Regions from separate parts of the Mus musculus genome. Here region 2 is linked to region 1. A link is a contact called in public Hi-C data. All regions are on one chromosome and are shown on one strand. Each heading gives the region's core, a stretch centred on a gene start, on an enhancer-like site or on the middle of the called end of the contact. The rest is flanking DNA. Distances are from core to core; before and after follow the strand shown.

Evidence for each region. Hi-C and Micro-C count contacts between places; a contact is called where the count stands out from the background.
Region 2: a contact with region 1 is called in a Hi-C map of peritoneal macrophages, with 1.7 times the contacts expected there. The contact joins the promoter of Oscp1 here to the promoter of Csf3r in region 1. A contact is called at or near these places in 2 of 39 promoter capture datasets (the C10 cell line and neutrophils), 3 of 484 Hi-C or Micro-C datasets (ECoMG-derived neutrophils, granulocytes and peritoneal macrophages), 4 of 115 datasets of contacts at active chromatin or transcription factors (the HPC-7 cell line, bone marrow-derived dendritic cells and embryonic stem cells) and 3 of 9 other capture datasets (adipose tissue, liver and pancreatic islet).

Annotation. Positions count from the first base shown.
Region 1 is chr4:126,023,166-126,028,810 of GRCm38.p6, forward strand. Csf3r (colony stimulating factor 3 receptor (granulocyte)) reads left to right here and starts at 1,494. Exons shown (of 17, transcript NM_007782.3): 1 at 1,494-1,630; 2 at 2,916-3,014; 3 at 4,152-4,235. The coding sequence starts at 4,172. It overlaps Gm32908 (a long non-coding RNA gene), which reads right to left and starts at 1,489. Exons shown (of 4, transcript XR_003955278.1): 1 at 1,090-1,489.
Region 2 is chr4:126,056,317-126,061,515 of GRCm38.p6, forward strand. Oscp1 (organic solute carrier partner 1) reads left to right here and starts at 2,249. Exons shown (of 10, transcript NM_172701.3): 1 at 2,249-2,476. The coding sequence starts at 2,365.

The sequences.
Region 1 (5,645 bases), core at 244-2,743:
GACTTTTAAAAGCAGACCCAGTACACTGGGATATAACCGTGAGATTTGGGGCAAAGGGGTGGAAGGCTATATGGTCTTTAAAGTGACCTGTTTGTGTACCATTGACAAAGGATTGATCCTGGTGCTTGATTTTAAATGTCAACTTGCCACGATTTAGAATCGCCCAAGCAGCAATTCTCAGTTGAGGAATTATCTTGACTCCCTTAATGGATGTGGGAAGACCCACCCCAGAGATGGGCGGCGCCTTCTGGTGGCAGCCCAGATCAAAAGCAGGACATGGAAGAAGGAAGCCTTTTTCCCTGACCTTCCCCTCTGCTGCTAGTAGTCTACCCTGCTGCTGCCACCCCACTTGATTCCTTTGCTCAAGTCAAAATCAGCTTTCGACATGGACTGAGGACCAGATACCCTCCAGGTCTTCAGTACCACCTTGGGAGTGCCAAGGCACCAAAGGATTTCCCAGGTGGGTTCTCAGTGCTCCTACTTCCTCTGTATTGCATAAGCTAATTTGATAAATTCATGTGTGTGCGTATATGTGTTCGTATATATGTGTGTGTGTGCGCGCGCGCGCGCACGCGCGTGCGTGTGCACGCGTATACACTCATTAAGTGGACTCTGTTCCTCTAGAGCAGAGGTTCTCAACAGGGGTCACCTAAGATCATTAGAAAACACAGATATATATTATGATTCATACCAGGAAAAAATTACAGTTATGAATTAGCAAGGAAAATAATTTTACAGTTGGGGGGTCACCACAACATGAGGAATTGCATTACAGGGTCATAGCACTAGGAAGGTTGAGAACCGCTGCTCTAGAGAACCCTGACTAATATACCAATATATACTATTTTGATGATTTTCAAACTTAGAACAATTTTTCCCCTCTCTTTTGTGATAGATGAACTTACAGGGTGGGCCTTTTGAAAGGGGTTACAACCTGAGAAGATAAAACCAGGAACCCCTAGGATTGTACAAAGCGGTGAGGGCAGGGACCATGGACTAGGGAGGCCAGGGGTGGGAGGGTCTATTGAGAGTCCTGGAAAATGGCAGGTTTTCAGCTAACAAGGGAAGAAAACCTGAAGTAAACGTTACCTGTCCTGGAATCTTGATTCTTCCCGGGCAGAGGCTTCAGCCAGACTCAGTGAGAAGAGAGTCTCCTCCACCCCAGCCCTCATTAATTTTCCACGCTATTTTGTCCTGCTTCGTTTTGAAATAAACACTTGAAGACCCCAGCCCTCCCTTGGCCCTGTCTTGTCTCGGGTGCTCTGCTGAGCCTCAAAGCGAGGAGCTCAGGAAATCCGGAGAGAAGGGAGGGTGGCCACGGGCCAGGTTGCTACAATGCCCAGCCCTCTAAGACCCCTGAGGCAGGAAGGTCCCTAGCTCACCAGTTTCCCTCAACCTCCTTCCTGAGAGGAAGGGGCTGTCTATGTCCCCCACCCCAAGGGTGAAGGCTCAGCCAAACGCAGCAGGGAAGCCAGGAAGGTGTCGCAATTCTGGGTCCCCCCCACCCCCCGCCTGTCATTAACGACGGGGCTAGAAAGAGAAGTTTCGGGAACTTGCCCCAAGAGGAGAGGAGACGAGAGAGAAGAGAGAGCACAAGCGTGGGGGCTGGGCACAGCGCCCTAGCCCCAGTGTAAGTAGGGGGAGGGCGGGGAGCCCTGGAGACCTCAGACCATTCCCCAACCCTGCTAGGGCCACATCAGGGGGCCCAAGACAGGATCCTTGGGGAAATGGGAGTCTCTCTGTGTGTATAGCATCAGGGAGGTCAGACAGCTGGATCTCTGGGAACAGGAGCTGAGCTCAGGTATGAAGAATCCCACCCAGAGTCCCTATCCTTCAGACAGGCTTACTCCCTGCTTTCAGCCATTTGGCCTGCTTCTTCTCAGCAAGAACAGCTGTCTCAGAGTCTCTGGGCCTCTGTTTCCTCTCCCGGTTCCCTTAGCCTCTTAACTTTAAACAGTTGATGCAAGACTTGCCTGAGATAGCTTTCTCTGTCGGCCTCTCCACTTCTCTCTGCATCGCTCCAGCCTGCTCATCGTTGTTGTTGATGATGATGTTGTATGCAGCTCTCATGCAGACAAGGTTTATCATCTTGTCGGCAGATAAGAACCTTGAACTTCTTCTGATCCTCCTGTATCACAAATGCTGGTCTGTAGGCCTCCACCACCATGCCTGATACTTAATGTGGTACTGGGGATCAAGCCTTGGTCTTTGTGCCTGCTAGACAAGTGTTCAACCAACTAAGCTCTATCCCCAGCCCTGGTTGCTTTATATTTTTGAGATAGGTTTCGCTAAGTTGCCAAAATGAGATTTGAATGTCTTCTATAGCACAGGCTGGCCTTGATCTTGTAACACACTTGCCCCCACTTCCAGAATAACTGGTCTCAACCCCCTGCCACTGGGCTAGGCTCTACCTCTGTCTATTCTCTATGTATCTCTTTTCCCCAGCTTGTCTATTCACCCATCTATGATGCATTGATCCTTTATCTCTGCCACACCTGGGGATCTCGCTCCCATAGTTTATTCTCAACATCCTCTTCGTCCCCGTCTTCCCACAGACAGAATTTCAAAAGAATAGGACAGGAGAAGGGAGCCCAGAGGGAAGGTTGGCAACAATGAGCAAAAGGAAAAGGTAGAGAGGATGCTGTAGCAGCCTGACTTACGGCATCAGCTGTGTCCGTGGGCACAGTGGACACAGCGAGCAGCTGCAGAGCCCAGCACATGGCCAGAGTGGTGGGAAGAGCCTGAGAGGCTTGGAGCTAGAAGTAGACCTGGTGGCTATGCCAGGAGGCTATTGGTTCCTTTGGCTGATTTCCTGCTTTTAGGGCTCATACAGATAGCCCACTGCTTCTGAGAGCTTGTTCCTTGGGCACTGTGCCAAGAGCTTTCATCTTAACTGTCTCGCTTCATCGTTATAGCATTGCTGAGACATGAGTGGTATTGTTAAGCCCCTTTTTCCTAAATGGAGAAACTGAGACTCAGAATGGTGAAGTAACTCATCCAAGTTCACCAGGCAGGTGAGTGTTGGAACCAGAGTCAGAACTGGGCTCCCAGCCTCTTTGTACACTTCTTCCCTAGACAATGAGACATAGGCTCCAGCAGGCCCAAGCTCCTACTCAACTGGGGCCACCCTCAAGGCTTCCATAGGAAACTGTTCTGATGTTAAACATGCCAGCCCCATGCAATCTAGAGAGGAGGCCTGGTCTCCTCTGTTCTGTTTTCTGCTCTTGACATAAGCCTGTGGGAAGGATACAGTGGTACCAGGTATGAACTAGGCCTACTACAACCACAAATGAGTGGAGAACCAGCATCCTGAGCCCTGGGGGCTAAGTCTTTCCCACTCAGTGTGTACATATGTACATGTGTGTGTGCATGTGGATGCAGGAGATGATCAAACTGGTATGTTGATGTGAGGTTATTGTCTGAGGTTTCCATTGCTAGGATAGAACACCCTAGCCAAAAGCAACTTGGAAAAAGGGTTATTTCACCATACACTTCCAGGCAACAGTCCATCACTGAAGAAAGTCAGGGCAGGAATTTGAGACAGAAACTAATGCAGATGCCATTGAAGAGTGCTGCTACTGGCTTGGTCCCCATGGTTTGCTTAGCCTAACTTCTTGTAGCACTGGGACCACCCGTCCAGGGATGACACTACCCACAATGATCTGGCCCCTCCCACATCCAGCATTCATCAGGAAAATGTACCTACCACAGGCTTGCCCACAAGCAAATCTGGTAGAGGTATTTTCTCAACTGAAGTTTCCTCTTCCCAAATGATGCTAGCTTGTATTACGTTGACACACAACTAGCCAGCACAGTTACAAAACAAAGATTGGTAAACAGAGATATGGGGGGGGGGCGCAAGAGGGAAGAAAAGCTTGCGCCCCCTCCTAGCTCCATCCTATCCCTGCTCTTTCTAGGAGACAGATTTGACCTTGGCAGTGTGTTGCACACATGGACATTTCCTTGATACCCTGGTGAGGGGAAAGCCATTGATTTGAACCATTTCATGTCTTTCTCTTAAAGGCAGTACAGGCCAGTGTCACCCCATGTTGCAAGCACTGAGACTCAGGGGTCAGGTATCCTGCCCAGATACTGGCAGAGCAAGGCTCTGGCTGCAAATCCTGTTCTTAACCATCTCTCACTGCCTCCAGGTAAGCTTCAAGCTGGCAAAATGGTAGGGCTGGGAGCCTGCACCCTGACTGGAGTTACCCTGATCTTCTTGCTACTCCCCAGAAGTAAGTCAGGGGCCGGGGAGGACAATTATAAGGGAGGCATCGGTCCCCCCAAGCTGCTGTGTGCCAGACCCTGGGAGTGTGGCAGTGAACACAGCAGCCAAAGCCTCTCCATCACAGAGCTTCGAGGTAGCAGAGCAGTTATGACTCTCATTACAAAGGGATGTCAGAAATCCAGGAAACAGTCTGGTTCACTGGGATGCCCATATGCTAAGCTGGTGAGAGAGGGCCTAAAGGGCACCATGAAGAGGAGGCAGCAGGGCGAAGAGCCACAGATGGGAGAGAAGCATATTGTTTCTCCAGGAATAGACTAGGTGTCTGCAAGCAGAAACCATGGTCAGAGCTGAAACAGTGAGTGAGGCCAGGAGCTACACGAGGGGTCTGGAACTCTATCCTAACCTTGGCTGCCTGTACTGACCCGACAGCTACTGTTCTTCACAATTGTGTTAGAATGTCTGATTCTTTTAGCCAGGTGGAGGTGGGGCAAGCCTTTAGTCCCAACATTTGGGAAGCAAAGGCAGACGGATCTCTATGAGTTCTAGGCTAGCCTGACCTACAAAGTGTGTTCTAGGACAGCCAAAGAGTCAAAGAGAAAACCTGTCTTAAATAAATGAAACAAAATAAAAAAAATAAATAAGGAAAAGGAGCCTGATGCTGACTCGCCATAGACAAGCACCGAGAATTATTATCAGCAGTCAGGGCCTTGATAATGCCAGCCACCTAGCCAGGGGAGGCTGGAATATGGCGGAGATGTGACAACAGCCCACAGAACTGAGGAAGTTCCTTAGGGGGGGGGGGTGTCTGGGTTTAGCAGATTAGTGGTAGTTCTGGCTAGGAGATAAGGCTAAAAGTAGGAAGCTAACCTACTATCCTGCCCTATATTAGGGCCTCCTGTTACATGTTAGGATCCTTGCAGCTTTGTGGAGGTACTAGGTAGGATTAAGGCATGACTGGACCATCCCACAGGGACTTTGGGATCTAACTGGTAGGAACTGTTTTGTTTAGTTTCTTTCTTTCTTCTTCTCCTTTTCTTTTCTTTTTTCTTTGGTTTTTTGTTTGTTTGTGTGTTTGTTTGTTTTGTTTTTTGTTTGTTTGTTTGTTTGTTTTTTTGAGACAGGGTTTCTCTGTATAGCCCTGGCTGTCCTGGAACTCACTCTGTAGACCAGGCTGGCCTTGAACTCAGAAATCCATCTGCCTCTGCCTCCCAAGTGCTGGGATTAAAGGCGCGCGCCACCACGCCCGGCTTTTGTTTGGTTTCTTAATCTCCATTCACAGATGAAAGAAGAAAGGCACCTGGGGTCTCAGTTACCTATATCAGGATCACTAACAATGAGTAAGACGCAGTCTAGCCCATGTGTCCAGGCCTACCCACCACCCCAGCCTGCCTTTCTTTACAGATAGTCACCTTCAAAA
Region 2 (5,199 bases), core at 999-3,498, 34 kb after region 1:
ACCTGAGGCCCTGGGTGTGTGGTTGCCTATGGATACTGAGCCCTGGTGTTTGAATGACTAGTTCCAGTACTTGGGAGAGACATTATCATTTCAAGGCTATCTTGAGTTGCATGGCTACTTTGAGGCCAGTCTAGACTACATGAAACCCTTTCTCCAAAAGTTTAATCGCCAAGAGAAGATATGTAATAAAAAAAAAAAAAAAAAATGGGCCATGTGAGGATGGGAAAATTGAGATCATCTCTGAGATGGAGGAGGAGGTGAGTGGATAGAATCAGAAGTGAAGCTGGACTGTTTGGTTATCACCTCCAGGAACACTGAGGGAGGCCTTAATGAGATGGAGACCTGTGTAGAGGTCCTGTGCTACAGGACCAGGCACCAGCCTTGGGAGAGAACGCCACAGCAGTGGATCAGGCCTGCAGGGAAGGCACTCTTAAATGCAGCCATGGGCACTTCAATATTGCCTGATACTTAAATCCTTTATTCCTCAAGCCGGCTGCCTTTCTATTTTTTTGTAGGGGAGGAGGGGAAGGTAAGGGGGTTCCAGACTGTCCTGGAACTCTGTAGACCAGACTGGCCTTGAGTTTAAAAATCCACCTGCCTCTGCCTTCCAAGTGCTGAGATTAAAGGTTTTTGCGGCCACTGTCCTATTTTCTATTGAAAACAGGCTTACGAAACATAGACAACTTGTCCAATTTTGAAAGCTGACTAGTGTTCAAACCTAGCTCTCTCTGGTTTTGGATTTTTGTTTTTAAAGATTTATTCATTTATTATATGTAAGTACACTGTAGCTGTCTTCAGACACTCCAGAAGAGGGCGCCAGATCTCGTTACGGATGGGTGTGAGCTACCATGTGGTTGCTGGGAATTGAACTCAGGACCTTCGGAAGAGCAGTCAGTGATCTTAACCGCTGAGCCATCTCTCCAGCCTGATTTTTGTTGGTTTTAAAGACAGGGACCCAGTCCTGACTGTCCTAGAACTTGCTATGTAGACCAGGCTGGACTCTGCTTACAAAGTGCTGGGATCAAAGGCAAGTGCAGCCACACCTTGCTGCTCTGTCTTGACCCTATCCAGTCTGACAGTACACAGAGGCAAACTCTGAAAGGGACCGTGTTCTGCCAAAACTTGAGATAGTGTTGGAAGCTGGGCAGATAACAAAATGCATAAGGCCCACCAGAAGATAAAGATGTTTATTACAGGTGGGGCTGAGGTGTTAAGCTCATGTGCCGGGTCACAGCACTCCCAGAGCCTGAAGCAGGTGGATCTCCGAGTTTGAAGCCAGCCTGGTCTACAGAGCAAGTTCCAGGACAGCCAGGACAACACAGAGAAACCCTGTTTCAAAACAAAACAAAAAGGTTCAAGTTGTACTAGACAATTTTAAAAAGTTTGGCTCTTGGGAGGAAAGAAAAACGACTAGAAGGTGTGACGTGGAGGATGCCACAAGCAGGAAGGAAGACATTGAAGGAATGAGCTGTGTTTTGTAAGCGGCGCCTTTTGAAATTTAGTCCAACAGCATCAGAGCAGTGACACAGAGGAACGTAGGAATGCAGAAAGGGGAATTAAGGAATGCGAGGATTCTACAAGGAAAAGGAGGAAGTGGCTGATTATTAAAGGAGGTGGATGTAGGTTCCAAAGCTCAAGTCTCAAGATTGCTGTGGCTGGAGAGAGAAGTGCTTAGCAGAAACACTGATGACGAATCGTCTGAAAAGGTCCAGCCGTAGGTGAAGAAACGCGAGGGTGCTACTTAAGTTGCTAGGAGGGCCGGGCTGGGTTGCCTCACTGAGTAGTAAATCCGGCGTAACATCGCTTCCAGGAGGGGTTAGAAAGGAGACAAATGATATAACTAATCGAGATGAGGGATTATAATAACTCAGAATGCCTTCGTGGCGCTTGCCATGACCTCACTGGTTCCTCTGCACGTCCCTGGGAGATAGTTCACAAATCTGCCCGCAGCACAGCAGGCCATGGCGGACCGGGACGCTAGACGACTCTAGGCGAACGACTCCGAAGACGCTGGGGTTGATTTTCCTAGTTTCCGGTGCGATGGCTGGGCCACGGCAGATACGCGCGGCTGGCTGGAACGCTCCCGGCGACACCAAAGCTAAACTGGAAAACTCAAAACCAGCGCTCCCGGGAGGCCAAAGGTGCGCGCCTCCGTTTGAACCAATCCCCTGAAGCGATCTTTGTCACTTAACCCAATAAGCGCCGGTCTTCGGCCACCTCCTATCAATCCACCATGTGATTGGTTCGCCTTTCTGTTCCCGGCGTTGCCCCAGCAACCGGGCTATGGACGCGTAGGGGCCTCCAGGCTGCTAAATCACAAACCCTGGGGTTCTTCCTTCATCTACCCTGCGGGTTTCCGGCACTATGTCGGTTCGGACTCTGCCGCTGCTCTTTTTGAACTTGGGCGGGGAGATGCTTTACGTCCTAGACCAGCGACTGAGGGCCCAGAACATCCCCGGAGACAAGGCCCGCAAAGGTAAGTAACGCCCCCGCAGCCTTGATCTGTTCCCTTCCTCACCGCACTAAATGTCCCTATACAGAACCGCAGCCTAGCACCAGCCCCCCTCCAACCTCCGTCCTGATACCCAGGCCGACCGGCACCTGACCCCCTTCCCCTCATCCCAATAGCCAAACCGATGCCTCTGCGCACTTCTCTTTGACAGCCGGGTATCTTTCTCAAAAGACGCAGAGCCCATGCAGTTGGAAGCCCTCCGGAGTCAAATTAATTCTCCAAAAGAGCATTTCCCCACAGAGAAGCCTAATACATTGGACATACTTACAGTGCCTGAGCCCTCGATTTCCCAGTCTCTGGAAATCTGTCTATTTCCAAAAGTAGTTACAGTTGACAAGATACTTTTGGCAGGTATAACCATCCGTTAACCCCCACAAAACAGATGGGGACGCCCGCGTCTCTGTCCTCCTACGTAAGCAGAAGCCTGGTCATGCTCATTTCAGAAGCCATTTCTAGAAATGTAGGGCCCCAAAATAATATAGATAAGAACGAAAACATGCTTCTTGATTTTGCAAGTGTTGGAAGGGGTTGCAATTGTGAAAATACTTTTGGAAGGCTTATAAAATGCAAAATTATGCCATGTGTAGTGCAGAGAGAAACGACCACCCAAAACACGCTGCCAGTCTATCTTACTTCTCAGCAAACAACTTTGTTCACCAAATTTGCTGGGCTATTGTATTTGTAGGCAGAGGAGTAAACATTTATCTAAAGGACAACTGAACACTAATGAAAGCTCGATTTCCTCCCAACAGCTTATGTCCCCTCCATTGATGTTAAACAGGCACATTCAGATGGTGTGTCTGATTTTGTGTAAGTGCATACGTAAACAGACAAGAGAACCCTCTGGACCACTCCCTTCCATTCATTCCCAGCCTTGCTACCAGGGGCTTTACAAAATGCAAATATGTCTAGTGGGGCTTTATAAAATGCAAATATGTCTAGTATGTCTCTCCTCAAAATTGCCGACAACCTTCCACTCCTGTCTAAATGGAGACCAAGTCCTAGGCAGAACACGTTGGGGCCCTCCGATTAGGACACTGTCTTAGTCAGGGTTTCTATTCCTGCACAAACATCATGACCAAGAAGCAAGTTGGGGAGGAAAGGGTTTATTCGGCTTACACTTCCATGCTGCTGTTCATCACCAAAGGAAGTCAGGACTGGAACTCAAGCAGGTCAGGAAGCAGGAGCTGATGCAGAGGTCATGGAGGGATGTTCTTTACTGGCTTGCCTTCCCTGGCTTGCTCAGCCTGCTCTCTTATAGAACTCAAGACTACCAGCCCAGAGATGGTCCCACCCACAAGGGGCCTTTCCCCTTGATCACTAATTGAGAAAATGCCTTAGAGTTGGATCTCATGGAGGCATTTCCTCAACTGAAGCTCCTTTCTCTGTGATAACTCCAGCTGTGTCAAGTTGACACAAAACTAGCCAGTACAGACACTTTGAGTCCCAATCACACCAAAGTGTGTGTAGATCTTTAACCTGTGTCCTTCATGACTCCGTCCTTTCCCCGACCTCCTGAAGAGTCTCGTCCCTCAGGAGCCTCCCTCCTTCCTCAGAAGGACCTGCTTCTGTTCTCACTGTGTCCTCCCGTGCTTCTCTTACCTTACCACATGGCTGGCAGATCGATGCTCAACTGTTTGCCTGTGTCTCCCCACTTGTTTGTCTTACACATGTTTGTACTTCAGCATCTAGCACTCGACTCGCAGATGAGAATAAATCAGTGCTCACTACAGGGTTGAGGAGCAACCTGCCGGTGTTGTTATACGCCATTGTGTTCCTTCCTCGGGAGGCTTGTTTCTTGCTGCCTGTGTGATGCGATTTCACTCAGGCTAATAGCCCTAGTGGAGGGGCAGGCTCGATTTCTCTAGATAGTCCGCATCTTGGAGGACAGTGTAAATTAGCAATTTACATTATTAACGTGGCCTTTGAAGGCATACAAGTCTAGATCCCACATGTAGCTAGCTGCGGGATCTTCAAGTGTGATGACCTCTGTAAGCTTGTTTCTCTATAAAATGATGATAATAATACACACCTGAGAGCGAAGCTATAATGTGCATTTCATGTTCACACAATTAGTAGTTGGTGTTGCCTTTCAAGAGGAGGTCTGAGCCAGGCGTGGTGGCGCACGCCTTTAATCCCAGCACTCGGGAGGCAGAAGCAGACGGATTTCTGAGTTCGAGGCCAGCCTGGTCTACAGAGTGAGTTCCAGGACAGCCAGCGCTATACAGAGAAGCCCTGTCTCAAAAAAAAAATAATAATACAACATATACATGCTATCTTTTCTTACATAAAACCCACTATTGTAGCAAAGGCTGGCCTTGAACTCTGATCCCCCTGTTCCCATCCCCTCAGCGTTGGTACCCCAGTTGTGTTAAGAGTGATGGTCTTTTCTGGTTTATTTATGGAGTCTCAGCCATCTTTAGTGATTCATTTTCATCCACTCACTCATTCCGCAGTGTATGGCCGATGTCACACCATGTGAGATTCTGGGGAGAACCAGGTTGAGCCTGTCTGTCCCTGGAAGTGGGTTACTGATGAGTGCGATCCATAACTGATTCTAAAACTCAAGACCCATCACCATAATGACAACAATACAATACTTGTTTTTGCTTTATTGAAACAAGGCTCACACTGTAGCTGTTCCAACAGTCCTCTCGCCTCAGCCTCCCAAGTGCTGAGGTTGTAGG